Linked DNA regions of Mus musculus: all the other regions are linked to region 5. The links are chromatin contacts, called in public promoter capture Hi-C maps. All regions are on one chromosome and are shown on one strand. The core of a region is the stretch at or near the end of the contact, and the rest is flanking DNA. Distances in the headings are between cores, read along the strand shown. Region 1 holds the start of Ube2l6 (ubiquitin-conjugating enzyme E2L 6). Region 2 has its middle 12 kb from the start of Gm19426. Region 3 holds the start of Slc43a3 (solute carrier family 43, member 3). Region 4 holds the start of Smtnl1 (smoothelin-like 1). Region 5 holds the start of Tfpi (tissue factor pathway inhibitor). Region 6 holds the start of Ypel4 (yippee like 4).

Region 1 (4,015 bases), core at 382-2,881, 320 kb after region 5:
GCACTGACTGCTCTTCCAGAGGTCCTAAGTTCAATTCCCAGCAACCACATGGTGGCTCACAACCATCTGTAATGAGATCTGGTGCCCTCTTCTGGTGTGTCTGAAGATAGCTACAATTTATTCATATATAGAAAATAAATAAATAAATAAATAAATAAGTAAAAAATACTGAAGGGAAATTTTCTCTCTGTGTTTCAACTGCTTGAGAGCCCCTCAGAGGACAAACACCACAATTTCTCCATCTGATGTGTTCCATCGATAGTACCTGGCACTTGGTGTTAACTAAGACTACTAACCAGAAATGGGTTCAAATGCCCTTATCTCCAAACTATATTTAGGGATTGCTGATGGTGTCCTGCTTATTGCTGGCATTTAGAAGGTATCTGGTTAAAGTTATTGAACTGAAAAAAGAACCCAGAATCTTTTTTTCTTTTTCAAGATTTACTTTATTTACTATATGTAAGTACACTGTAGCTGTCTTCAGACACACCAGAAGAGGGCGTCAGATCTCATTTCAGATGGTTGTGAGCCACCATGTGGTTACTGGGATTTGAATTCAGTACCTCTGTAATAGCAGTCAATGCTCTTAACTGCTGAGCCATCTCTCCAGCCCCAGAATCATTTTTCAAGCACATCCTATATGTAAGCAGAGCAGATATTTGGTTCCTGGACAGGAAAATAAAAATCATGTGACCTACTGGGTCAAAATCTTGGGCTTCAAAATATGCTAATTTCTGGGCTGGAATGGGTGAGGCAGGTAGGTGGATTCCCTTCTAACTCTAGAACTTCTTCCAGAGGCTGGGGGCTGCTATTACACCTTGGCCTCGACTTGAGCTGGGATGAGGGGGGTCTTTACTCTTGCGCAGAGGGCTAGAGACTTCTTGGCTGTTCATTTGGACACACAGTAGTTCCATAGTTTGTAATCAGTTGGTGATAAAATATAATAGGCTCCTGAAATCTATCTCGAGGCTTCAGCCACCCATCGTTTTCCCAAATTGCCACACAGCAGACACTTTCTATGTGTTCAGTAGAGTAAAACACAGAACGCCCAAAATAAAAGCGAATGAGTCCAACAGCGTCCTCTAGTGGTGCTCGGGCACCAAGCAACCTAAAAGAAGCATCGCTGCGTTTCTGCCCATCTGCTGGACTGTACCACTCAGGGAGCGGTCCTCGGAGGACATAAAGTCTATACTGACCCCCCCCCCCCCACTCTCTTTTAGAACGGAGCACTGAACCCACAAAGGCAAAGTGACTTGGCCCAGGATTCTGAGACTTTCTTTAGAGGTGGTAGGTTCACAATTCCATTGCGGAGGTCGCAGAGAGCCCTGCCCCGGAGCTACTTTGCATCAAGAGTATCTCATCTGTGCTTTGGGCGAGTTTGCTCTCAGCGTCCGGGGAGCTGACAGAGGCTGGAGATGAATCCCATCCTGGCTTCTACGAGATGTACCCCGCAAGATGCAGGAACCAAGAGGAGCAGTGCGCTCCACCGACGTAGTCTCTGATCTGCAAGGAGCATGAGTTGCTGAGATACGAGATCGCCAAGCTGGGCACTCGACTGCAGCCTCCAGATATCCACCAAAGGGGTGGGGAGCAGGTCTTTGCAGCTAGAGTCGGTGTGGGTGGAGTGGAGCGTGGGCGGGGCTCGGGAGCTGCAGTTCAGAGAGCGGTGTCCTGCTGGAATCTGCTGGTGCCCCACGCTCCAACCCGAGATGATGGCCAGCAAGCGAGTGGCGAAAGTAAGCCTATGTAGGATGACCCTTTCCTTGTGCCCCTTCCCGCCCTGCCCTAACCTTTCCGCCCTGCCCTAACCCTCCCCTGCCCCCTTGCTCTCTGAGCTTTTTTTGTTATTTGGGTACCAGGGCTGGCTGAAACTCAGGTATCCTCACCTTTTCCCAATGGAGAAATGGGAGGAGAAAGGCGCGGTGTGTGTGTGTGTGTGTGTGTGTGTGTGTGTGTGCGCGCGCGCGCGCGCGAGAAGGAGGGAGAAAGAGAGGAGGAAGGGAGGGGGCCTGATTGAGAAGGTCTGGAAAAAAAAGTTGTCATCAGCTTCAAAAAAAGTTGTCATCAGCTGTACTGGCCACGAGAATGAACTGGTCTTTCCAAATGGTTTCCAATGTATTGGGCTTTCCAAACTGGTTTCATTTTCAATTTCTGCTGGAAATTTATTAGTGGAACTTATCTAAGGCACAGGAAGGGCTCTGTTGCTCCGCCTAGTGGATACACCCATAATTTGATACCTACATTACCCGAGGCCACAGAAGAGTGATGTTGGGCGGTGGGGTGGTGAATGGACAGACCGTGAAATAAAACGTACAGACTAGTTCCTGGATGAGAAGTAACAATTTATGCTCTGAGTAGGTTATTTGTATGCAGTCCTGCTCCAGCTACTAAACGCCTACTTTGTACTAGCCCAGTGCCAGGCAGCAGGAGCAGAAAAGGAACAGAAATCTTGTTCCGTTTGAACGTTCATTTCTATGAGACACTATTTGGTACTATCTGAAAGAATGAAAAAAGGGCAGTTTCCTTAGGAATGTCTAGACCGCTGAATGGAGCCAGGATTAGAGATCGTGGAGGAGAAATGCTCGTGAGCCAGGGCTGGTACCGCTAGGCTTTGAGTCTCCCCGAAGTGCTCCTCTAGTCTGCAGAATTGAGGGGAAGGCTTCCTCAGGAGACAGAAGGGATGGTTGCTGGCCTCATGTTTCTCTCTCTCTCTCTCTCTCTCTCTCTCTCTCTCTCTCTCTCTCTCTCTCTCTCCCTTTCTTTCTTTCTTTCTTTCTTTCTTTCTTTCTTTCTTTCTTTCTTTCTTTCTTTCTTTCTTTCTTTCCTTCTTTCTTTCCGAGACAGGGTTTCCCTGGCTGTCCTGGAACTCACTTTGTAGACCAGGCTGGCCTCGAACTCAGAAATCCGCCTGCCTCTGCCTCCCCAGTGCTGGGATTAAAGGCGTGTGCCACCCAGCTGGCCTCATCTTTCAAAAAGAAAATTCTTTTGAGATGGAGAAGTCCAGAGCAGACCCAAAACAGAACTAAACTTTGTTGGTTTTAGGCTGGTACTAAATGGGGCAAAGGGTAATTTGCTACCTCAACGCTAAAAGGTAGACTGGCTTTTGTTGCTCCGGAATTGTCAGCACCAGGCAGTTTGTTTTATTTAACTCTTAGAACAACTGTGAGATAACTGTGTCTTCCCATTTCATGGAAGAGGAAACTGAGACATCAGGGAGAGTAACGTGGCTGGCCAGTGATATTCTGCAGAAGTAATGGGGCTGGAATTTGAGCCCAGACTGATAAGAGTCTAACTCACAGGGCTTTTCCTGCCTGTTTGCCTTCACTTTCATTTCTCCTAAGTCAGGTGACTTACTAGCTGGCTTTGGGAGGAGCTGTGTGCACTGGTGTGGGTTTCAGCAATCATGGAAAGTTCGTCAGAATTCATCAAAACACAGAAAATTCAAGTGTTAAGAGAGAAAATTTCCCTTCGGTACTTTTTTTTAATACCATTTTGTGTTGTTCAGATTGGTCTTAAACTTGATATGCAGCTAACAATGGCCTTTAATTTTTAAAAAATCATTTAATTTAATTTTATGTGTATGGATGTCCTGCCTGCATATATATCTGTTAACTACCTGCATGCCTAGCAGAAGCAAATGAGAGCATTAGATCTTCTGGAACTGGGGCTAGAGACAGTCATCAGTCACCATGTGGGTGCTGGGAATTGAACCCAAGTCCTCTGGAAGATCAACAAGTGCACCTCCCCACTGAGCCATCTCACCAGCTTAATTTCAGGATTCTTATGCCTCCATCTCATTCCCTAAGACATGGGATCATGGATGTGCACTGCTTTATCAAGTGTTGTACAGTGCTGAGGATTGAACCCAGGGTTTTGTGCACGCTAGACAAACACTCTACCAACTGAGCTGCATCTTCAGCCCAGAAAAATGTCCATTCAAGATCTATGTTATACCTAAGCCTTTGTTCTTGCCCAAGCTATGGCATGGGTTATGCTTGTGGTAAGATAGAATAGG
Region 2 (3,993 bases), core at 432-2,931, 280 kb after region 5:
TCAACGTGCTGCTCCCTGGGCCAAGCTTAGTCAGTCCACCACAGCATATGTGTTAAGTTGCTACTTGAGGCAAAGACTAGAGTGAGAGATCAGGCTTTAGTATGTGACATTTGAAGAGACTCTGAGAAGTCCATCTTCGTGATGCAGATGGCAGCCCCAGCCCATTCTGAAAGCATTGGACCAGTGAACCAGTGTTCTACCTGCATTTGTGGTGGTTATACCCGAGGTCCCAGCTATGGAAAATAGGGAATCTCATATGTTCTCAGCATTTCTTCCTAAGATTCAAAACTATGTTGAGCTTCTGGGTGTCTTTTTTTTTTTTTAACACTTATCTCTATTTCTTATTCTGTTTATTTGTTTTAATGCATGAAAGTACACTGTAGCTGCCTTCAGACACACCAGAAAAGGGCATCGGATCCTATTATAGATGGTTGTGAGCCACCATGTGGTTGCTGGGAATTGAACTCAGGACCTCTGAAAGAGCAGTCTGTGCTCTCAGCCACTGAGCCATCTCTCCAGCCCCTGGGTGTGTCTTTAACGGAGGCTGAGGAGAAGAAATAGCAGTCAGTACCTTCTAAAAGATAAAACTAATGTGGGGGAAAAGGAATCTTGTATATCAAGCACAAGCTCTGGAATTAGACACTGGAGCCTACTAACCCCACTATTTGTCAGCTGAGACACTTTCAATAAGTGCACTAGATGAGTAAGAGCTTCATTTTTTTTTTCCATTTATAAATAGGAGATAAAAGTGCCTGGTGCTACTTGTATATTATGTAAATTTTTAATGGTACAAATTTGAAATACTGAAAATCTCCCACAATTATAAAAATCATCTAGGATTACATCATTTCAAAATTGCTGGCTGAGGAGGTTGTAAACTATACTCCTAATTATTGCTAATGACAGAACCCCTTAAGCTAGCAACAGTAAATGACCGCCGCCAACACTCATCTTATGTGAAATTGAGCTGTGGTTTAAGTACATCATAACTTTTGACAGTGACATTAATGATGATGTGATGTGATTTTAACATCTAGAGGAATCACTTAAGATACCGTCTGCATCCTGGATTGATGTTATCATCTCGGTTCATTATGGCAAGGTGTTAGTGCCCCCCCCCCCACACACACACAAAATCCAACCTCCAAAAATCAATAGCTTTGTAATGGAAATTAAAGATGATCATTTTTAAATCTATGAAAAAAACCCAAATAGGGTCAGCGAGATAGTTCAGCAGTTAAGAGAGCTGCCTGCTCTATCAGTACTGAGATTAAAGGCTCTGGCCCAGGCCTTTGTTTCTGTTTGTTTAGTTCTTTGGTTATTATGTTGTTTGTTTTTGTTTTCCTAGTCTATTGATTGGTTAGTGGTTTTTGTTTTGTTTTTGTTTTGTTTGTGAGAGGGTTCAGAGTACTCTGGACCTTGCTGTGTAGCTGACGCTATATCCTTGAACTCCCAATCTTCTTGCCTTTACCTCCCAAGGATGGGAAGCAGGCATATGCCACCACACCATGCTAAAAGGATACTTCCTAAGGGCATGGCCTTCCATGATTACGGAGGACGAAAAGTTCCATGACAGGCTGTTAATAAGCTCGACAATCAGGGAAATTGGTGATACAGTCCAGTCCAAGTTCAAAGGTCTCAGAACCAAGGAAGCTTGTGATGCAACTCTCAGAGATCAAAGGTCTGAGAACGGGAAACTGTTGGTGAGAGCGCTGGATTCTACAAGCCAGACAATCTAGTGCTCTAATGTCTAACCACACAAGTGTGTCCCAGCACTAGAAAACAGAGTGAATACTAATTCATTTCCTTTACCCTAAATTTTAAAAATGTTCTATTTTTGTATTTATGTGTGCAGGTGGTTTTTAAAATTGTTATTACCTTCCCTACTTACTTAGTGTGTGCATGGGTGGGCATGTGTGTGCCATGGCATGAATATGGAAGTTAGAGTCAGCTTGCACACGTTGGTTTTCTCTTTTCCTTCCACTTTGTGGGTCTGGAGGATTGAACATAGGTCATCCTCAGGTTTGGTAGTAGGTGCTTTATCCCCACCGAGAGATCTCATTTGCCCAGGGTGTGGGTGTAATTTTGTCTGCGTGTGTGTATGTGCACTTCATGCATGCCAAGTGCCCACAGAGGGCAGAAGACACACCAGGCCCCCAGAACTGGAGTTAAAGACAATGTGAGCCATGTTCTGAGTGCTTGGAATCAAACCCTGGTCCTCTGCAAGAGCTCTTCACTGTAGCCTCCCCCAGCCTTGAGCGGGCTGATTCAGACCTTGCTGCCACTGAGAATGAGACCACCTGGGGTGGAGCCTTCTGACCCAGATGGCTTCATTGTTTTGTCACCACTGCTGCTCTTCTCCAAGATGCTGCTCCCTGCTGAGAGGCTGAACCTGTCTTCCTGAGAAAGTCCTGAGACAGCCAGCAAACTGGCGATTGACATCTTACTGCCAAACTAGTGTTGTCAGCCTAATTGCTTACAGGCTGGTGACAGGCATCAAGAGTGGATCGGGTGGGAGATGGGTTTTCCCCCTTTATAAGCACAGACTCTTAGTAAACATTGGACTTTGATCAGAAATTTGTCTTGGTCTCCTTTCTTCTCTCTTCTGCTGGCTCCTTTACAGCTCTGGCCTCTCACTCAGGAACCCAGTTCCTGTGGCCGCAAGCAGCTACACTTAACCACTAGCCCCTCCCTTTACCCTTTTGCTTCATCTGTGCTTGCAGCCAGCTGGATAGTCCCCATCTATACCAAGGGTACGTCTTCTACACTGGTCCGTTGCATCCACATGCCGGTCTTCTCTGAAACATTCTCAAAGACATATCCAAAGATAATGGCATAAGCCTGTCAAGCTGGCTTCTAAAATTAAATAACATTGGACTTTGTGTTAGATAGTTATTGATACCATTGTGTCTACCAGCTATAGCTTAGGACAAGACCCTGAGCATTGGTGGACACCAGGAGAGTTGTGATTCAGAGGTCTGGAACCTTCCAGAGTCTCAGTAGAACCTGAGAGTATTGTTATTGAGACAGCAGATGAGCTGGTGAGAACTATAAACTTTGCAAGGTTGGTTGTTTATTGTTGTCCGGGAATGCAACTCCAACTTTTTGTGTTTTAGACAAGTACTCTGTTACTCACCCATACCTTTGTCCAGGAATCAAAGTATGAATCCATATTGGGCAACTTAAGATTGTGGATCACTATTGGTTTCAGCAGCACTTGTGGAAATATCAGAACTCGGGGCTGGATAGATGGCTTCGTGGTTAAGAGCACTGACTGTTCTTCCAGAGGTCTCGGGCTTCATTTCAAGAACCCACAGGGCAGCACATACCTTCTGTGACTCCAGTTCTGTGACCACCATGGCCAAATTAACTAAAGCAAGCAATTAATTAAAACAAGCTTTCTATTTGTGTACACAGGTTGTTTCTTCCTAAGGCAGGGTTTGAGAGGTCAGTATTGGATATGAGGAAGACAAGACTTTTATAGTTTAAGGGTAGGGAATTTCCAAATGGGGATTTGGCAAGAAAAATAGGCGGGCTTACAGGAGCAGAACATAAGCATAACTTGTTAGTTATAACAACCTTCAGAAACAAAAACATGATTACAAGGTAGTTGTAACAACAGGTAGTCCTGACAAGGTAGCTATAACAACCCCTTTGAAACAAAGACAGGGTTGCAAATGATTACTAACTTTTTGAAACAAAGACGTGACTACCATTCTTGAAACAGGCAGTACAGAACCTGAACCTGTTAAGGTTACAGGTGGGGCATAGCCCAATTCATGAAAAACAGTTTAATCATAAACAGAAATGAACCTAGTTTATTTCTACTGTAAGATGGTTTTTGAGCCTAAGATGGAGGCAGGCAGGTTCTTCAATCTAACACCCTCTTTTGGCCTCTGTGGTCACCAGGCATGCATGTGGTACACAGACATACAGGCATGAAGGCCAAACACCCATACACAGTAAAACAAACAAACAAACAAACAACAACAA
Region 3 (4,094 bases), core at 472-2,971, 460 kb after region 5:
TAAAAAATGGGATGGTGAATGAATAGTTAATCAATGCAGTCTGGCAGGAAGGCTCTCTCGGAGCCTGGGCTGGGGGTTTCAGCAGGGGCGGGGGGAACAGTGAAAAGGATCCTTAGAGGGGAAAGGCAAGGCCCCCTCCAGTGATGGTTCCTGATAAGCACCTCTGTCCTGATTCCAGCTTCATGATTTTTATGGTGGGGTTTTCTTGGCAGCTCTGGGGATAAACGTGAGGTGGGGAGCGAGTGATGAGCAAGTGGGAAACAGTTTGTATGGTGCCCACCCGAGGGGGCAAGGTAATGCGGAAACACAATGGCATCCACATGCAGTTGCTTTTGATCCCTATGTCTGGCCCAGCGCCTGGAACTGTGTTAAAACAAGCTTAGTTAGGGCAGCTGAGGCAGGATTACCTAAAGCTTAAAGTCAGTCAAAAGAGAGCAAAAAAGACCCTGTCTGAATCCTAGACAACTGTTGGGATAGGAAAAAAGAAGAGTTTTTTTTTTTTAATTAATTAATTAAATTAATTTTAAACTCCAGATTTTATCCACCCTCCGACTGCCCTCTGAAAGACCCAACCAAGCAGCTGAAAGAGTCAGATGCAGATATTTGCACCCAACCAATTGACAGTTTTTGTTTGTTTGTTTGTTTGTTTTTTGGTTTTTCCAGACAGGGTTTCTCTGTATAGCCTTGGCTGTCCTGGAACTCACTTTGTAGACTAGGCTGGCCTTGAACTCAGAAATCCGACTGCCTCTGCCTCCTGGGTGGGATTAAAGGTGTGTGCCACCACACCCGGCTTTTTTTTTTTTGAAAGAGACTCTTTTATTTTACAAGTTGGCAAATGTCGCTTAAAAGCTTTGTCTGAGGAAATCCCAGTCTCTGGTATATGTAAGTGATGTTTGGAGGAGATAACTTGTTCCCTTGCCTCAGGTTATGCCAGCTATTTTCTTTTTTTTTTTATTATTTATTTTTTTTATTACATATTTTCCTCAATTACATTTCCAATGCTATCCCAAAAGTCCCCCATACCCTCCCCCCACTTCCCTACCCACCCATTCCCATTTTTTTGGCCCTGGCGTTCCCCTGTACTGGGGCATATACAGTTTGCGTGTCCAATGGGCCTCTCTTTCCAGTGATGGCCGACTAGGCCATCTTTTGATACATATGCAGCTAGAGTCAAGAGCTCCGGGTTACTGGTTAGTTCATAATGTTGTTCCACCTATAGGGTTGCAGATCCCTTTAGCTCCTTGGGTACTTTCTCTAGCTCCTCCATTGGGAGCCCTGTGATCCATCCATTAGCTGACTGTGAGCATCCACTTCTGTGTTTGCTAGGCCCCGGCATAGTCTCACAAGAGACAGCTACATCTGGGTCCTTTTGATAAAATCTTGCTAGTGTATGCAATGGTGTCAGCGTTTGGATGCTGATTATGGGTTGGATCCCTGGATATGGCAGTCTCTACATGGTCCATCCTTTCATCTCAGCTCCAAACTTTGTCTCTGTAACTCCTTCCATGGGTGTTTTGTTCCCACTTCTAAGGAGGGGCATAGTGTCCACACTTCAGTCTTCATTCTTCTTGAGTTTCATGTGTTTAGCAAATTGCAAAGAAGGAAGTGGTGGAGACAGGGGAGGGTCCCAAGCTCTTACTGGAGGAGACAAGCAGGAGGCGGCCAACCTGAGGCAGAGGACTAGGAGGGGCCATGAGAGCGGGAAACCGGCCCATCGCGGGTAGGACTGGAAGGATACTGGCCGGGTCTGGCCGAGCTGGGCTGGGTCTGGCTGAGCAGAGCAGAGCCGAGCCGGGCAAAGCTCGACAGGGAGGCTCTGGGCGGAGGGTAGTGGAAGGCGGTAGCCTGGTGGCGGCGAGGCTGCGGCGACAGAGATCCGGGAGAGAGTTGCTGCCGGCTGGAGCGCGACCTCTTGCCTGGTGGAAGTTAGTGACTGTCGGTAGAGGCAGCGGGAGGGTGGGTGGGGGTGGGGGATGGGAATTGTGGTCCGAGACAAGGCTCTTGTTGGGATATTTTTCATAGTGACCAAGTAGCCGTGAGACCTTGGGGCAAGTTCAGAAAACCTTCGGAAGTTTTTGTTTTTGCCGCACTGAAGAGTTCCCGCTGTAGACCGAACATTTATTTGTCAGGCCTTCGAATGGCTCAGGGTGGCTGCTCCTCTGGTGGACTGTATTCAGGCTTTCAAGTCGGGGGTTCTGGGGGGGTGGGAGGGGAGCTCCTACCTCTGCTTGTGATGTCCCCAAACATTAGGCAGGATGTGTGTGTGTGTGTGTGTTTTTTTTCCTATGTGGCATGTGTTGCCATTGAGACCTGCCTTATCTTCTTACCCATGGGTAGTTTCGCGGGTTCTGTGAATGAAAGGATGTATGGACGGTATTTTGGCGGGGGGTGGGTGTTGGGGGTGCGTGGGCGTTGTTTTTGTTTTTCCATGTTTGGGAATGAATTCTAGATAACATTCTATGGCTCAACCGCATTCGCTGGTCATGTATGAAAGTTTTTATTTTCCAAATCCTCACGGCCTTTCTCCTGAGGACCCCTTTCCCTCGGTGTCTTTTTCCCAAGCTTCCTGTACCAGGCTACTTCTGCCTCATTTTCCAGGCTCCATGGTTATTCCATGGCGTTTCTTGCTCAACCCAGAGACAGCTGGAACAAGAGGGCTCATTGAAGTCGAGAGCTTGCCAAAGGAATTTCCCACACATCACTACCAGTGGTCCTCTCTGAAGCTCAGGACAGGATTTGTGGACTCACTTCACCTCAGACCATGGCAAGCAAGGGCTTGCCCCTTTACTTGGCCACCTTGTTGACTGGACTCTTGGAATGCATCGGTTTTGCTGGTGTCCTCTTTGGCTGGACTTCACTGTTGTTTGTGTTCAAAGCAGAAAACTACTTTTCAGAGCCCTGTGAACAGGACTGCTTGCTCCAGAGCAATGTAACAGGGCCTTCTGGTAAGGACAAAGATGGCTTTTTCATAGGAAGCTGTGCTTGGTTCCTGGGAGTTGGGAAAGAATAGGAAGGTCTCTGTGCTTTACCCACCCTGCCAGCCTTTCCATGGGGGGGGGGGACTGTCAGCCCCCTCTCACCCCTTATGTGGAGGCTATCAAATGGGGAAGGAAGCACCTGGTTTTAGAGGGGGACCTTTAGAGACCAATATATTTTAATGCACCTTGGTAGCTTTCTGGTCAGCAAAGTTGTTCAAGGTAGAGGGGAGTCTGGTCTGGGCACTGACCTGGCAGGAAGGTTGGGGTGCGTCAGATTCTGTCTCACATAATCAGGGTTCCTAAGAGCTTTTCTCTCCCAGATTTAAAAGCGCAGGATGAGAAGTTCTCACTCATCTTTACCCTGGCATCCTTCATGAATAACTTCATGACCTTTCCCACTGGCTACATCTTTGACCGCTTCAAGACTACTGTGGCCCGCCTGATAGCCATGTAAGCCTGGGCAGAAGCAAGGGAGAGGGAGTGGTGTGTGGGAGACCAGATAGTGGTGAGGCAGCAGTCTGGCTTAGAGGCAAACCCTGCCCCAGCAGCAGGGTCACCGTCCTTAGCACCACCCTCTTCCTACTGCTGGCTTCCTTTCCCTTTGCACCTTCCCCTGTAGTGTCCTATCCTGTTATATGCTCAACTTCCTGAGAGGCCAGGGTTTCAAAATTAACAATGTATAGTCGATACCATCTGCTTTCCTTGTTCCTTGAATCCCCAGTCTCTTTTCTGGCAGGGCCTCACATCTAGGTGGCTCAGGCTTTGCCTTCATTCTCTGCTGCTTATCATTTTCTGAGTTGTCCCACCCAATGGTGAAATTTCAGGTGCCCTCTAATTAGTCAGGAGCCTCTTACACTGGGAGTTTCCCCTGCAAATGAGTCAGAGACCTCGTGCTCTTTTACAGGGTTCTGTTGCCTCCTGATTACAGTAGTGTCCATGGCTAGGTTCATTGATAAGCAGGTCTGCTAAGTCCCAATACAGCCCATGTAGGAGCAGATATGTGGTGAGGCAAAGAAAGAGAAAAGGAAAGTAGAGAGTAAAGCAAATTCCTTACACTTAAGCTTTGGGGAGAATAAGTCCTTACACAGAAACTCGAATTTTGTTTCCTGTAGTTTC
Region 4 (4,427 bases), core at 912-3,411, 350 kb after region 5:
GGATGTATGCTACAAACAAAGGTGCTGTGGCTCAGGGGGCACGTACAAAGTTCCCAACCTCCAACCTCCAACACTGTATAAACTGGGCAGAGTGGTACAGGCACGGAATTCTAGCATTTGTGAGGTAGAAGCAGGAGGATCAATCTCAGCTACATGGTGTTTTTGAAGCCAGCTGGGGGCTATGTCTCAAAGAAGAAGAGGAGGACTAAGAAGACAAAGAAGAAGAGGAGGGTGCAGAATAAGAGGAAGAAGAAAAATGAATAAAGGTTCTCTTGACAGTGAGAAGAAGATGCATTTATTCACTGACCAAGGTTATTCCAAATATAGCCAGCTTTTCTTAGAGATATACAGCATCATTAGCACTTAAGTAGATATCAGGTGGCGCTGAGTTTAAGAAACGGAAACCTTAGTTTGAAGATCATTGAACTCACCTTTCCTTAAGCCTACCTGGCCATGGTCTCTCTCTTTGACCTCTTTTCCTACTGGAATGTCTTCCACGAGACATTCCTACTAGCCTCTTTGACAAAACCATGTTCAAGGTCTGAACGAGGCACAAACTCTCTTCCTTGTCTGTTCTTCCTCTTTGTGGTGTGAGCCAGGGATGAAAGCCACTGGGGTCTTACGGGATTCCAGCTCCCACTGTTGACTGTGTGATGCTCATTCTGCACTTGAACTTGTAGAGATAGAAACAGATCCTGGTCCATATGGATAGTGGAGGACTTAGGCGGCTAGCCCATGGGAAGTAATTGGAGGGAGTCCTTAGTCCACAGCTTGCCTAGTGAGGATTGACTGTGCCATTCCTGAGCAACATCAAGGTCCTGACCAGGTCCCCAGGGCATTTATTAGTGACACAAGACAGACAGAGCATAGTGTCAGTAAGATGATGCCCCCAAGTGAGGCGTATTTGGCTAAGGCATAGCTTTTTGCTTCAGTCATCTCTCCCTCTATCTGCACACTACACGCATGAGGTGGAGGAGACGAGACAGTACGCATGTGAACACACACACACACACCTCAGCTACCTTTGCCTTTTCATCACCTCTGTTTTCCCCCCTCTGGGCTTGTCATAAATAGACAAGGAGTGAAGAAGCTCTGCATTCTGAGGAGCCAGGATAACACCCCCTTCCCCCAGTGCTCCGGGTTCTACGGCAGCTTACAGCTCACACTGATGCACTCCACCCTCCCTTAGTCATCCCTTGCTTGACCCCTCAGGAAGGTGTAAGTGACCCCATGTTACAGTTTAGGAGTCTGATTTAAGGAGGAGCATTCCTGGGACTAAGGCCATAGGAGAATTAAGTAGCCCAAACCACACCTGGAACGGAGATCTCCTGAGTCCAGAGTTAGAGCATGTATATACAGAAGATACTTTCCCCACTAGGTCCTCTCAACCCAGTGTCCTTTCAAGTCACCCATGGGGAGGAGTCACTGAATAAGGCTGAGGAGGTCCTCTTACAGCTGACTGCACACTAGACCCTTCACGAAAGAAAAACTTTCCTGCTTTTCTCTCTGCTTCCTTCTTCCCTCTTTCCCCTGAACCCCAACTGCTACCCCTATACTGTGCTCAGTTCAGCTCTTCAGTCCAGCTCCCCTAGTCCAGAGGGAAAACCACAGTGGATGATTGCTGTGATGTGATGCCTCTCTTCTATGGCCACACAATCTCTCTCTCAGCAGTTCCGAGACCCCTACCTTACCCACTTCAGTCCTTACTTGTAGAGGCCATTGCATCCTACCCACCCCCTGCTCCAAGAAATCCACCTGTCACCCCCCTCCCTACTGGCCCTCTTCATAGATGGCCACCTGCCAGCCACTCTGTACCTGACCTCAAGGTCACCCAATTCCATTAGGCATCGAAAAAGAATTGACATAGCAGAGAGAATAAGGAAGCATCCTGAATTTGTCTCTCATCGCAGAGACCTCATTGAAAGATCTGGCACGTGAAAGGTAAGAATAGGGGCTAGAAGATACGGGAAGTAGTTAGAAAGGGGACCACAACTTTTCCTACCTGTGGGGTTCTGCCTGCAGCTCGGAGCTCTTGCCTCGTTCTAGCCGAGCTGCCTCACTCTCATCGTTCTTTAAGCTCTGGTGGCTTGGAGCCTTCAGCTCAAAGTCCCACCTCCTTGCTTCCACCCCACCCCACCTTCAAGAGGCCCGGGCTTCGGGAAGGGCATTGTTTACTGTTCTGTTGGTACAACACTTTCTCTTAGTCTGGGAGCTCAGATTTCCCCCGAAGATCTGACAGGTGGCATCTTTCAATCACGCTGCTGCGTCCCTCTCAGGGACTGGCCCTAACATCTTTCCTGAGATCACCGTCCTTCCCGAAGTGCTCTGGCCATGGAGACCTTGACAAGCAACAACCAGTCAGGGGCGCATTTGGAACGTGGTCTCCAGCTCTCTGGTCGGCTGTGATCGTCCAGAGCCGGGGTAGACCTTCCATGCTCCCTTAGCTCCTTGCTTCCAGCCTTCCTCTAATTTCCTCCTTTATTCTTCTCTAGACAAAGTAGCTGCTGAGGGGTGGGCTCAGAAGGTGGTAACTGGAGCCACTGCCAACTGTGGGCTCACACCGCACCAGGAAGCTTGAAAGGGGATGGCCCGAGAGAAGAGAGAAATGGAAAGAGCCAATGAAACACTGGACTCTTAGCATCTACATATGAAACACTGGACTCTTAGCATCTACATCATACATTGCTTCTGTTTTGAGCTCCATTGACTGAAACATGATCAGCTCTGAATATATTCCGTGTGTGTGTGTGTGTGTGTGTGTGTGTGTGTGTGTAATTAAGATTTTGCTCTGAAAACCAAAACAAAGCAAATCCTTATCCTGGCCATGTGTCATACGACTTAAGGAGGGTACCATGTGGAGAGTGTGGGCAGTGATGCTCCTCCTGTTTATGAAGCTTGTGACTCCTCCAATTCCCCTCCCCCAGCCCCTTTCACTCAGCCATACTGGCTTGCTTCCTGTGCCGTAAATAAATCTAATCAGTGCCTTCCAGACTCAGGACTGGGTTTTTCCTTCTGCTCTTTGTGAGGCTGGCTCCTTCTCATTACTCTAAATCCAGCTCAAGTTTCCTTCTCTAAAGGAGGCCCTCCATTGTTAAGCTCTCTCCATCAATTCTGCCTGCTTATGCACTGTGTAACATGTACTGTGGAATCAAAAATTGCACTCTTGATGTTGGGTAGTGGTGGCACGTGCCTTTAATCCCAGAACTTGAGATACAGTTGCAGGTGGATTTTTTGTGAGTTCAAGGCCACCCTGGTCTACAAATCAAGTTCTAGGACAGTCAGGGCTACACAGAGAAACCCTGTCTTGAAAAGCAACAACAACACATTGCATTCTTGGGGTTGGAGAGATGGTTCAGTGGTGAAGAGCATGGCACTTACTGTCTTTACGGAATTCCCAGTTCCCAACACTCACATAATGGCTCACAGCCATCTGGAACTGCAGTTCCAGGGGATCTTATGCCCTTATCGGATCTCCAAGGGCACATGTGTCATAAACCACATACATGCAGGCAAAACACTTATACACACAAAATAGAAATAAGTAAGTAAGTAAATAAATAAATAAATAAAAATCACTGTAAAATTGCATTCTCTCTCTCTCTCTCTCTCTCTCTCTCTCTCTCTCTCTCAGGACAGGAAATCTTTTTTTTATGCTCACAGATATAGACCCCAAGCTTTGTCTGGGTCATATTATGTTCTTGATCAATACATATTGAATAAAACAGTTAATCAAGAAAAGCAGGGAAAAAAAGAGTTGGGGTCAGTGCCTGGGATGATATAAATGTGAGATTATTCTGTGAAGCCAGTTTTGGCGACTGATGTTCAAATCAGTGTAACATCTGTACCTGGTACATCTCCTCTGTTCATTAGAAATTGTCTGTCAGGGCTGGAGAGATGTCTTGGAGGTTAAGAGCACTGTCTGCTCTTCCATAGGTCCTGAGTTCAATTCCCAGCAACCACATGGTGACTCACAACCATCTGTAATGAAATCTAATGTCCTCTTCTGGTGTGTCTGAAGACGACTCCAGTGTACTTATATATACATGAGATAAAGAAACCTTAAAAATATTATCTGCCAAAGACAGGTGAGTCGATGAGTTCTCCCATGTGTCTCTGCCTTGATGATTTTTTTCCTTTAATAGATAAGATAGATAATTAAAACAACATTCTAGAAGATGGTGGCATCAGTCATCAAAACTTCTCTTAGATAATCCCTTCATTCCCTGATGCAGAAGTCAGTGAACACCAAGTAGGTGCTGGAGACAATGACACTGAACACAAGAGAAAACAGGCCAACAGAGATCATTTGAGTGTGATGAGTTAGTCATCTCATCAACAAGTAAAATATGCACTACATTAGATGTGACAGGCTCTATAAAATAAGGTGAAGTGGTGCAAGCAATAGGACTTTGTCTTTATTTTTGCTT
Region 5 (4,485 bases), core at 1,387-3,886:
GGTAGAAGATAGGGGGCTTTTTCTAAATGTTCCTTCATCTAATTTCACTATATAGAAAGATCCACTCAGAGTCGCCTTTAACTTATCCTATGATGTCATACCTGTGACTCAAACAGCTGCCACATGATGTTAAGAAAGACAGCTCTAAGTACATTGATTTACTGTAAATGATGAGAATGTTCTGGAAAGAGCCTGAATTCATGCTGAGGTAGCCAATCTTGAAATATCCTGCCTCTGTGTTTTGAGTCCAAGTAAGAGGGGCTAATAACTGGCCCCATTAATTTAAGCTTCTAACTAGCATGGTTATTTTTCTTTTAGGAACAAAATATAACTAGGCAATTGTTGTTTGTGCTTTCATAAACAAGCTATTAATCAATTTGTAAAAACATTTTTAGTTAGAGGCCGTTGAAGGTGATGAGACAATTGATAATTGATACTATATAGTGCACAAGGCCTAGCCAAGTCTTCTTTTCTTTAACTGTGTTGCAAGCCAGTGAGATGCGGCAACCAGTAAAGGCACTTGTTACACAAATACTGCAGTCTAAATTAACCCACTGAACTTAGGCAGAGGAGGAAGGGGAGACTAAGTTGACCTGTTTTACTTTTTCAATTTTCCAAGGTAAGGATTCCCTGTGTAGCCTGGCTGCCCTAGAACTCCATAAACCAGACTGGCCTTGAACTCAGAGATCTGGCCACACCCAGTTGATTTTTTTTTTTCTTTTTTGGTTTTCCAAGACAGGATTTCTCTGTATACCTCTGGCTGGCTGTCCTGGAACTCACTCTGTAGACCAGGTCTGACTCGAACTCAGAAATCAGCCTGCCTCTGCCTCCCAAGTGCTGGGATTAAAGGCGTGTGCCACCACTGCCCAGCTGATCATATTTTTAAAGACTCCCCTGCTCAAAAATTAAGTATGGGGAGCAATGAAATAAACCATTTTGGACCCGAAGAATGAATATTAGAACATGAAGCAGTTTTAAAACAAACCAGAAATGAAAGCACACAAACACATGGCTCCTGGCTCTGGTTCATCATCTTCCTGAGAGACTGACCAATCCAATAGTGAATCTTGGCCTTAGTTTGACTTGGTCTTGACTTTAGTTACAGAGGGTGTAATTTTCTGGAGAATTGCTCAATATAAAATTCCCTGATGTCATAATATGTCCATATTTGAAACTGTGGCCATTTTAAGGATTATTTTTTTTTCTTTTAGGTACAAAGTAGTTGACAGAAATGGTTTTATAAAATAAATAAGGCTCCTCTTGGAATAAAGATGCTAAACTCTTTAGATCATGTGGCTCTAACCACTTATTCATAATATAAAAAGTAAAAGTGGACCGGGCGGTGGTGGCCGCACACCTTTAATCCCAGCACTTGGGGAGGCAGAGGCAGGCGGATCTCTGAGTTCGAGGCCAGCCTGGGTCTACAGATCGAGTTCCAGGACAGCCAGGGCTATACAGAGAGAAACCCTGTTTCAAAAAACAAAAGCAAAACACAAACAAAGTAAAAATGGAAATCACTTCATGGGGAAAAAAAAAAAAGAGAATACTCTTAAGTTGCGACAAAATAGCATGGACAAATTGAGATGTTAAAAACGATTAAAAAACTTTTATCGACAGTGTGGTTATTCAATGTGTACTGCTAGAGAAGAGGACATTCATAAGTATCTGAAATATTCTGGCATATTTTATAGTTAAACCAAGACTTAGAAGACTTAGAAACCAATCCGGGGGTGGGAGGGCATATCTGGACCACAACTTCATTTCTTATCGGTGGCTAGTCTCACTGTAGACCAGGCTGACTGAAACTTACAGACCCACCTCACTCTGCCTCAGAGGGCTAGGATTACAGGAGTGCCCCTGCATCTGGCCTTTCTTCTCAGTTTGAGGTTGTGATGAGAGCAAGGGATAACAACTAGTGAGGGTGGGCAGGCACCATAAAAGGGCATTTGTCAGAATGCCCCCGCAGGGCACCAAGAGTGCCAACGCAGAAGTCTGCTTCCTGCTTCTGTGCCATCTCCCGAATGAGCACCTCTGCCCAGAAGCGACGGTGACATCGTGACTGACACTGAGCAATGCACCTGGACACCTTGTAGTTGGGCCAACTGGACTGGCCAGCACACCTCCACCGCACCACCACCACCATCTCCCTTGGGTTTCTTACCTTGATGAGTCAGTAGTCCTTAAATGAGATCTGGAGATGAGGTCCCAAAATTATACCGTCTTCAGAAGAAATCCGGAGACAGGTCCCGAAAGTGATACAGTCTAAAAATAATAGTTTAGAGGGTCTTAATTGGGTTCCGTTTCTCTGGCAGTTAAAGAAATTAAAGGCAGGAAATTTCAGAAGAGCAATAGAGAGAAGTAGGAGTTAAAGGCAAGCATCTACTTAGGGTGGGGAACACACTCACGCGTCAGACACACGGAGAAAAAGATTCTCTGTAAAGGTTGCTCGGGAAGCCGAAAACCCCAGTCTCTTCTCTCGAGTCCTGAGGTTTTAAAGCATTCGAAGAGTCTTCCTCCCCCACTTCAGGGTTGGTCAGTTTGCCGTTGATTGGTCCGAAACTATGAAACTGTGAAACTATGTGTGACATGTCCTCATCAGGTCTTGACCTTGTTGAGCCAGTCCCTCAGTAAGGATTCTCCCCTGGAAGCTTTTGTGTCAAAGTCAATAGGTGAGGAAGCTAGCCATTATCTAGCCACGGCCCTCTCCCTATCTGGTGCCTACCAGGAAGTCTGTCAAACTTTTACCCTAATAGACAACAATACCCAGCTTCTGGTAACAGGAAAGAAGATGGGCGGCCACAGACTTCACCTGGAGCAAAGCACTGCCCCAGGCTCACCCGAGGCCTGGGTCCTGCCCAAACTGTGGACACTGTGGGATCCTATTCTGCCCTACTCTGCCTCTCTAAGGTAGTTTTCCCAAGTTCCACGGGAAAATCTCTTAGACCGTCTGGGTCTGGTGGCTGAGGGCTGATTGCTGCCCACTGTGGTTAACTGAAGACTTAACGCTGCCCTGTGTGTGTGGCTGCAAAACTCGGTTCACCTCTGCTCACAACAGATCACCATACTGACTGTTCAGGTGGCAGTTAAATCTGTCATTCTTAATTGGCCCAGAGGCCATTTGGTCTATACTTCCTGCTCAAATTTACCCTCAGACCTCTGGGGTGATGTTGACTGCGTGTTTTATCAGATTGGGAGCAGCAATCTGATAAATCTTAGCCTCTCACCTCAGGGACACAGCTGCTTAGTCAGACCGTTTCCTAAGGCCTTGCCTTCTCAGGGACACAGCTGCTTAGTCAGACCGTTTCCTAAGGCCTTGCCTTTTCCAGAGCTCAGGTCTCCAGCTGAGACAGGCAAGCTCACAGACACGTTTGCCTCGCTGACAGGCTTCCTGCTGAGAAAGATAAACTCACAAAAACAGATTTCAGTGTGAGAGCAAACTCAAGCCATCGTGTTGTTACTCAAAACTTGCTCTCTGCTGTTCCTTTATTCAAAAGAGCTTACTTTTTTGTGACTTTGTTCACTAATCAAACACCTATGCCTCAAAGTATTAGAGTTTTCCAGATTTTAAAAAAAAAAAAAAAGTTTAAAGTTTATGCAACTTGCCAAGGTCTGAGGAAGGGATTCAAAGTATGTGAAAATGATTTAAGGTGCGTGAAAAATGAGACTTTCAAGATGGTATACGATGTGAAGACTTCAGGGTTCACTCAGTGGAGTTCTGATGAATCTAGCCCTGGTAAAACACTGGCTACTAAACTTTTTAAAAACATCATAGTCACAGGCCCAAAATTGTTAATTTTCTTTAGTTGTTTTCTAAATAAAGGCACTTATCATTGTGAAAAAAACACCTCTGTTCTTTTGTTCTCTTCCCTGACAAGAAATCTCTGTCTTATTACAGATAAATAAATGTTCATGCTCCTATTATGCTAATAACTTTTCAAGCTTTGTTTTGCTAAGGCTCAAAGGTCTATTCCAACTGTTTACAGATTTTTGTTAACTGCTTTGCTACAATGAGTACTTCCTTGCAGAACACAGACAGTGGTCATTCTATCTAAACCTTTAACCTCTTTTTATATGCTTAAAACAGTTCATGCAAACTTCAGGGCTTCCATCTGTCATTGCTCAGAAGATCCCTTGCCACTGGTAAGCCAATGTAATTGTTCTTTGTCTCTCTCTTTAGGTTCACTCAGCAAACCAGACCCTGTCCCCCACCCCCACTCATACCCCCACCCCCACCTCCACATCCACACCCACCCCATCCCAGCCTGCAACTCTGGAATTCCAGCTTTCCTAGCCTGCCAGGACAACCCTCTCCACCTAAGAAGCAGCTACGGAAGAGAGACACTACATCACCCTTTATCATCAACAAAAGGCTGGAACTATTAGTTCTCTCAGCTGTCCAAATATACAGAAATGAGCTCAAGCTGGACCACAGAAGGATTTCTGGAGGATAAATAAAAGCCACCATGCCTCCGGAACTTTTGAAAG
Region 6 (4,373 bases), core at 364-2,863, 260 kb after region 5:
ACACAGACTGGCCTGGAATTTGCAGTCCTGCCCATCTCATTGCCCCATGTAGAGAATGCTGTTTTGAAATAACACTAATCCTGGGGGTTGGAGAGATGGCTCAGCGGTTAAGAGCACTGACTGCTCTTCCAAAAGTCCTGAGTTCAATTCCCAGCAACCACATGGTGGCTCACAACCATCTGTAATGGGATCTGACACTCTTTTCTGGTGTGTCTGAAGACAGCTACAGTGTACTCGTATACATAAAGTAAACAAATCTTAAAAAAATAAAAATAACACTAACCCATAACAAAATTCAATTTAGAATGCTAATTTTAAAAGTTAAGTACAGGCCAGGCGTGGTGGTGCACGCCTTTAATCCCAGCACTCAGGAGGCAAAGGCAGGCAGATTTCTGAGTTCGAGGCCAGCCTGGTCTACAAAATGAGTTCCAGGACAGCCAGGGCTATACAGAGAAACCCTGTCTCGAACACCACCCCCCCCCAAAAAAAAGTTAAGTACAAAAGGAGGGAACAACCTAAAATTTCATTACTCTTTACTTAGTGCCTATCATATGTCAGGCACTTTGGAAATTTACAAGCTGTCTCACATAGTCACTTCTTCTGGAGGTAAATAGAATTAGCTTCACTGGTCAGAAGAGGAATTGTATAGTGCAGGAGGATTAGTCATTTGCCCAGGGTTCCTGGTGAATAATTGGCAAAGCTAAGATTTCAACACCGGTGTCTTGGATATCAAAGCCAGACACATAGCCCTTGTCTGAAGATGAAAGCAAACAACTATTTTGCAAATATCTTCAGCATGCTGGACTTTGCAATAGACACTGCAGTCTTGGGATGCAGAGTGAAGTTCCCCTGAGGATCTGAAAGTTCACAGCTCTGTTAAGAACCTCATGTCACATAGGTGTCTCCATTGGCAGCACAAACCGTTTGGAGGGAGTTGATAAGAGGTTCCTGGGTTTAAGATGTCATATTTGACCTATGGCTTCTTTGGGGCCATGAAATGGACATTAAAGCTTCCAAGTACTCAGTACTGAACACATTTGAGAGCCTGGTTTGTCAACCATGACAATTAATATATCCTTCTTTACCTTACCCTGCATCAGAGCTGATGTCAGAGTTGAAGTGGAAATGTATCATGTTGAGTGCGAGTGTACTTCCTGGCTCTCTCTAGATCCACCTCACTTCACCATCCTTGCTCCCTCCCTGCCACCCTCACTCCATCCCTGCCCTTCTTCGGGTTCCGTTTCCTTGGTCACACAGCCTTGCTCCTTAACAACCTATTTCTCCTTTTCCTTACCACCTACATCGACACCCCTATGCCAGCCATCTCTCTGCCCCCACTCCCTAACATCACCCCTCTAGCCTGGTCCCTTGATGCCTGCCCCCTCCCTCCCTCTCAACCCGCCTCCTGTGTCTCCCAGCCCTGCTCTGACGTGGGAGGTGAGGGGGGTGGGGGGTTGGATGACTCACAGTGTTATGATGCAGTTCCACAACACACAGCCACATTTACCCACAGACCGAGGTACAGAGCAAGAGGCAACCTCTGCCCCCCAGCAGCTGTCCAGCCTGCAGTCCCAGACCTCAGCCCCTCAACTACCCTCCCCCAATCCCATCCCCTTCCCAATTGAAGGAACCAACAGAGAAGAGAGAAGAGTGAACAGAGAGATTGAAAGAGATAGACGGAGATCTCTGGAGCAGACCTCAAGGTGAGGGGGGCAGCCCTTCTCCAAATCAATTTTTCCCCTTCGCAAATTACCTCTTCCTGCTGTGTGTTGCTTTCTCTCCTTTGCAAAAGCATTATTCATCCACCCTTTGTCCTCCCTTCCCCCTCCCTGCTGCCTCCGCTCCCTCCTCTCTCTCAGCTCCTCCATCCTTCCCCAAGCTCTGACGATTCTCTCGCACTTATTTCCCGGCAACTTTGGCTGCGGCATCAGACATCACTGTTTATTGTTTTTGCTACCGGTGCAGACCCCCAGAGTCAGCCCTGGGAGCTGGCTGCTCTGCTAATTATTCGGACCATACCATACTGAAAATGCCTGGTCCAGGGGGAGGCGAAAACTCAAAGCAATTGAATACATCCGTTGTGAGCACAAGTCCCCCTCCCCTTTTTATTCCCTGAGAGGCACTGGATTCGCACCTGGTTCCACCTGTCTCTGCCTTGTCACTTAGGCTCTCAGTTGCCAGTCTTCCCAGGCACAAGCCCTTCTGCTCCCCCCACCTCCCACAGTCCAGCCTCATCTCAGCTTCAGGGACTCGTCCTCTTCCCAGCACTCACCTTTGTTTTGTTTTCTGACCTCAGTAATTTCCCCGATTTGCTTCACCCCATGACGAGAGAGGGCAGAAATGGGAGAAGTGACCCCAACTCTCCTTTTTATGATTTTTTAATTTAATTTTATTTTTTTGTCCTTTGCAGCTTCTCCTCTGCTGGACAGAGAAGCAGAAAGGGACAGGGAGGGAGGCGTGACAGTGACAGAAGGACAGGGCTAGGGAAGAAGATAGCGGGAGGGGGCAAACCTGGCATCTCCTGGTCCCTTGAAGTAGGTGTTTCAAGGTGGCACCTTGAGGTGAACTACAGGCAAACTTGAAGGAAGATCATGGAAGTGATGCTGAACTGTAGCAAGAAGGGCCAGAATACAATGTCACCCTGAACTAAGCCCAAGGTGTCTTCCTGGGACTCAAGACAACAGTAGAGGACCAAAAACTGAAGATGGTCTCACCCAGGGGGATTTGTGGAGACTGCATGACAGCCCTTCGAGACAGTAGAAGAATCGGGTGCTCATGGCCACCATGGAGGACAGGAGAACAGACTGTTTATGTGGGTAACTGAAGCTGTGCTGCCTCCTCTGCTTGGTGGTCTAGCATCACGAGAGCACTTAGCGGGCATCTCTGAAGGAGACACAGGCCACCCCACCTACAGCTGCAGGATGCTCCACTAGAGAGGCAGAGGCACATCACCTGCTTATCGGAGTTAACAGAAGACACTTCCCTCCTTATCCTCTGCCTGCAGTGCACTCAGCTACTTTGGGACTGGAGTGTGAGCAGATCCCAGCGTCTCAGGATTCTTATCCCCGCAATTATCTCACTGTTGCTGTCCTGGCACTGGCATTTGCTCTAGCTCCTGGGAGGAGAAATGTTTTCTGCCTTGTGCCCTAAAGCCCAGCTTTTAAAAATAAGGTGTCCCCTTACCCTGTTGTCTCCTATTAAGGTTGCTCTCACTCTATAGCACACAGCCCAGAAGCCTGGCTTCTGATGTGCTGCCTACTTTCCACGGGCCTAGCTGTCAGACTTGCTGGAAGAAAGATAATTCTCCTCCTAGGGCTAGGTGCTTGTCTTTAACTCAGAGCTAAGGCAACGGTAAGTAAGTAATGAGACCAGAGGACCAGATGCTAGGAAGACAGCAAGTGCTCCCTCTAGTCTGGGAGCTGTATCATCCCAGGATGCAGGATTGAGGAACACCCAGGGTTAAGGTCTTCAATACTGAAGAAGCTACCAAGTTCTATGGAGTTCCAGGGCGCAGGACTCAACCGCAGGCGAGTGCCGAAACAGACTGTGTGTACCCATCTGCCTGTCCCTCTTTCCTTCCTTCCCAAAATATGGGCAAATTGTATTGCAAATGGAGGCCTTGAGACAGAAAAAACAAACAAGCTAAACAAACAAATCCAACTTCCAGGAAGACCTGACTCTTAAAAAGGTTCCGATCTCCTCCCATTAGGGTGCAGTTCCTCACAGAACTGGACACAAGGTGGGCCTCTGCAGGTGATGTTGCACTCAAGGCAGTGTCTGTGCCAGGAGGCAGCTCTCAATGGAAAATGCTAGAGGCTGCTACTGTCTCTGGAGAGAGAAAGGTACCAAATCCCTGGCCATGGCACAAGACGCCTGGAACCGCTGCCAGAACAGAATGGGACTCTAGGGGACAGAAAGTGCAACGAGAGGCTGAGGGCTGGTGGTGATGGGGACGGTGCAGATGAACTGAGCCCCATCTTCTCTAGCCAATCAAAAGCGTCTCCTTGTGAAGTCCTACCTCCGCTGATGCATCTTCTTCTCTTGCCAGGTGACTTCCCATTTCTATCTGGTTCTCGTCTGGGGGGGGCCCTGGCAGGGCAGCCCCCCCACACTGCTACTGTCCTGAAACACGGCTCTAGCCAATCTGCTCCGTTGCTTTACCTGCGACCGTCTCTGTGGGGGCTGCACCGCACCAGCCCCTCCAGCCCGCCAGGGCATCGTCCTCCAACCCGTCATGCCCAGCTGTGACCCTGGCCCGGCCCCCGCATGTTTACCCACCAAGACTTTCCGCAGTTACCTGCCCCGCTGCCACCGCACTTACAGTTGCGTCCACTGTCGAGCACACTTGGCCAAACACGATGAGCTTATTTCCA

What was found. Promoter capture Hi-C pulls out the DNA fragments that hold promoters and counts their contacts.
Region 1: a contact with region 5 is called in a promoter capture Hi-C map of Sertoli cells, with 6 times the contacts expected there. The contact joins the promoter of Ube2l6 here to the promoter of Tfpi in region 5. A contact is called at or near these places in 18 of 39 promoter capture datasets (the 3T3-L1 cell line, the C10 cell line, Sertoli cells and 11 more), 1 of 15 datasets of contacts at CTCF or cohesin (the NIH/3T3 cell line), 11 of 484 Hi-C or Micro-C datasets (B cells, bone marrow-derived macrophages, brown adipocytes and 6 more), 9 of 115 datasets of contacts at active chromatin or transcription factors (bone marrow-derived macrophages, embryonic basal ganglia, embryonic stem cells and 4 more) and 5 of 9 other capture datasets (adipose tissue, embryonic stem cells, liver and 2 more).
Region 2: a contact with region 5 is called in a promoter capture Hi-C map of liver, with 2.2 times the contacts expected there. The contact joins the enhancer-like site here to the promoter of Tfpi in region 5. A contact is called at or near these places in 11 of 39 promoter capture datasets (the C10 cell line, the HPC-7 cell line, cranial neural crest and 7 more), 1 of 15 datasets of contacts at CTCF or cohesin (the NIH/3T3 cell line), 1 of 484 Hi-C or Micro-C datasets (embryonic stem cells), 11 of 115 datasets of contacts at active chromatin or transcription factors (bone marrow-derived macrophages, cardiomyocytes, craniofacial prominence and 5 more) and 4 of 9 other capture datasets (adipose tissue, embryonic stem cells, macrophages and 1 more).
Region 3: a promoter capture Hi-C map of pre-B cells shows a contact between it and region 5, with 3 times the contacts expected there. The contact joins the promoter of Slc43a3 here to the promoter of Tfpi in region 5. A contact is called at or near these places in 8 of 39 promoter capture datasets (the HPC-7 cell line, cranial neural crest, frontonasal cranial neural crest and 4 more), 1 of 115 datasets of contacts at active chromatin or transcription factors (embryonic stem cells) and 1 of 9 other capture datasets (adipose tissue).
Region 4: a contact with region 5 is called in a promoter capture Hi-C map of liver, with 5 times the contacts expected there. The contact joins the promoter of Smtnl1 here to the promoter of Tfpi in region 5. A contact is called at or near these places in 23 of 39 promoter capture datasets (the 3T3-L1 cell line, 3T3-L1-derived adipocytes, the C10 cell line and 14 more), 6 of 484 Hi-C or Micro-C datasets (embryonic fibroblasts, embryonic stem cells, natural killer cells and 1 more), 20 of 115 datasets of contacts at active chromatin or transcription factors (the NIH/3T3 cell line, T-cell acute lymphoblastic leukemia, bone marrow-derived macrophages and 10 more) and 3 of 9 other capture datasets (adipose tissue, liver and macrophages).
Region 6: a promoter capture Hi-C map of hematopoietic stem and progenitor cells shows a contact between it and region 5. The contact joins the promoter of Ypel4 here to the promoter of Tfpi in region 5. A contact is called at or near these places in 22 of 39 promoter capture datasets (the 3T3-L1 cell line, 3T3-L1-derived adipocytes, the C10 cell line and 15 more), 1 of 15 datasets of contacts at CTCF or cohesin (the NIH/3T3 cell line), 4 of 484 Hi-C or Micro-C datasets (B cells, CD4 T cells, CD8 T cells and 1 more), 14 of 115 datasets of contacts at active chromatin or transcription factors (bone marrow-derived macrophages, cardiomyocytes, craniofacial prominence and 9 more) and 3 of 9 other capture datasets (adipose tissue, liver and pancreatic islet).

Annotation. Positions count from the first base shown.
Region 1 is chr2:84,797,197-84,801,211 of GRCm38.p6, forward strand. Ube2l6 (ubiquitin-conjugating enzyme E2L 6) reads left to right here and starts at 1,632. Exons shown (of 4, transcript NM_019949.2): 1 at 1,632-1,736. The coding sequence starts at 1,710.
Region 2 is chr2:84,754,795-84,758,787 of GRCm38.p6, forward strand. No RefSeq gene overlaps it. Among named protein-coding and RNA genes, the nearest start is that of Gm19426, 12 kb to the left of the region's middle. Within about 2 kb of position 1,682, at least 17 of the 459 cell types and tissues checked have an H3K27ac peak or open chromatin away from gene starts, as enhancers often do. A contact at or near this core is called in adipose tissue and liver, where this site is marked.
Region 3 is chr2:84,934,925-84,939,018 of GRCm38.p6, forward strand. It overlaps Slc43a3 (solute carrier family 43, member 3), which reads left to right and starts at 1,722. Exons shown (of 13, transcript NM_021398.3): 1 at 1,722-1,925; 2 at 2,599-2,945; 3 at 3,299-3,428. The coding sequence starts at 2,762.
Region 4 is chr2:84,820,491-84,824,917 of GRCm38.p6, forward strand. Smtnl1 (smoothelin-like 1) reads right to left here and starts at 2,162. Exons shown (of 8, transcript NM_024230.2): 1 at 2,003-2,162.
Region 5 is chr2:84,471,538-84,476,022 of GRCm38.p6, forward strand. Tfpi (tissue factor pathway inhibitor) reads right to left here and starts at 2,637. Exons shown (of 9, transcript NM_011576.1): 1 at 2,406-2,637; 2 at 2,162-2,262.
Region 6 is chr2:84,732,591-84,736,963 of GRCm38.p6, forward strand. It overlaps Ypel4 (yippee like 4), which reads left to right and starts at 1,614. Exons shown (of 5, transcript NM_001005342.2): 1 at 1,614-1,703; 2 at 4,049-4,373. The coding sequence starts at 4,235.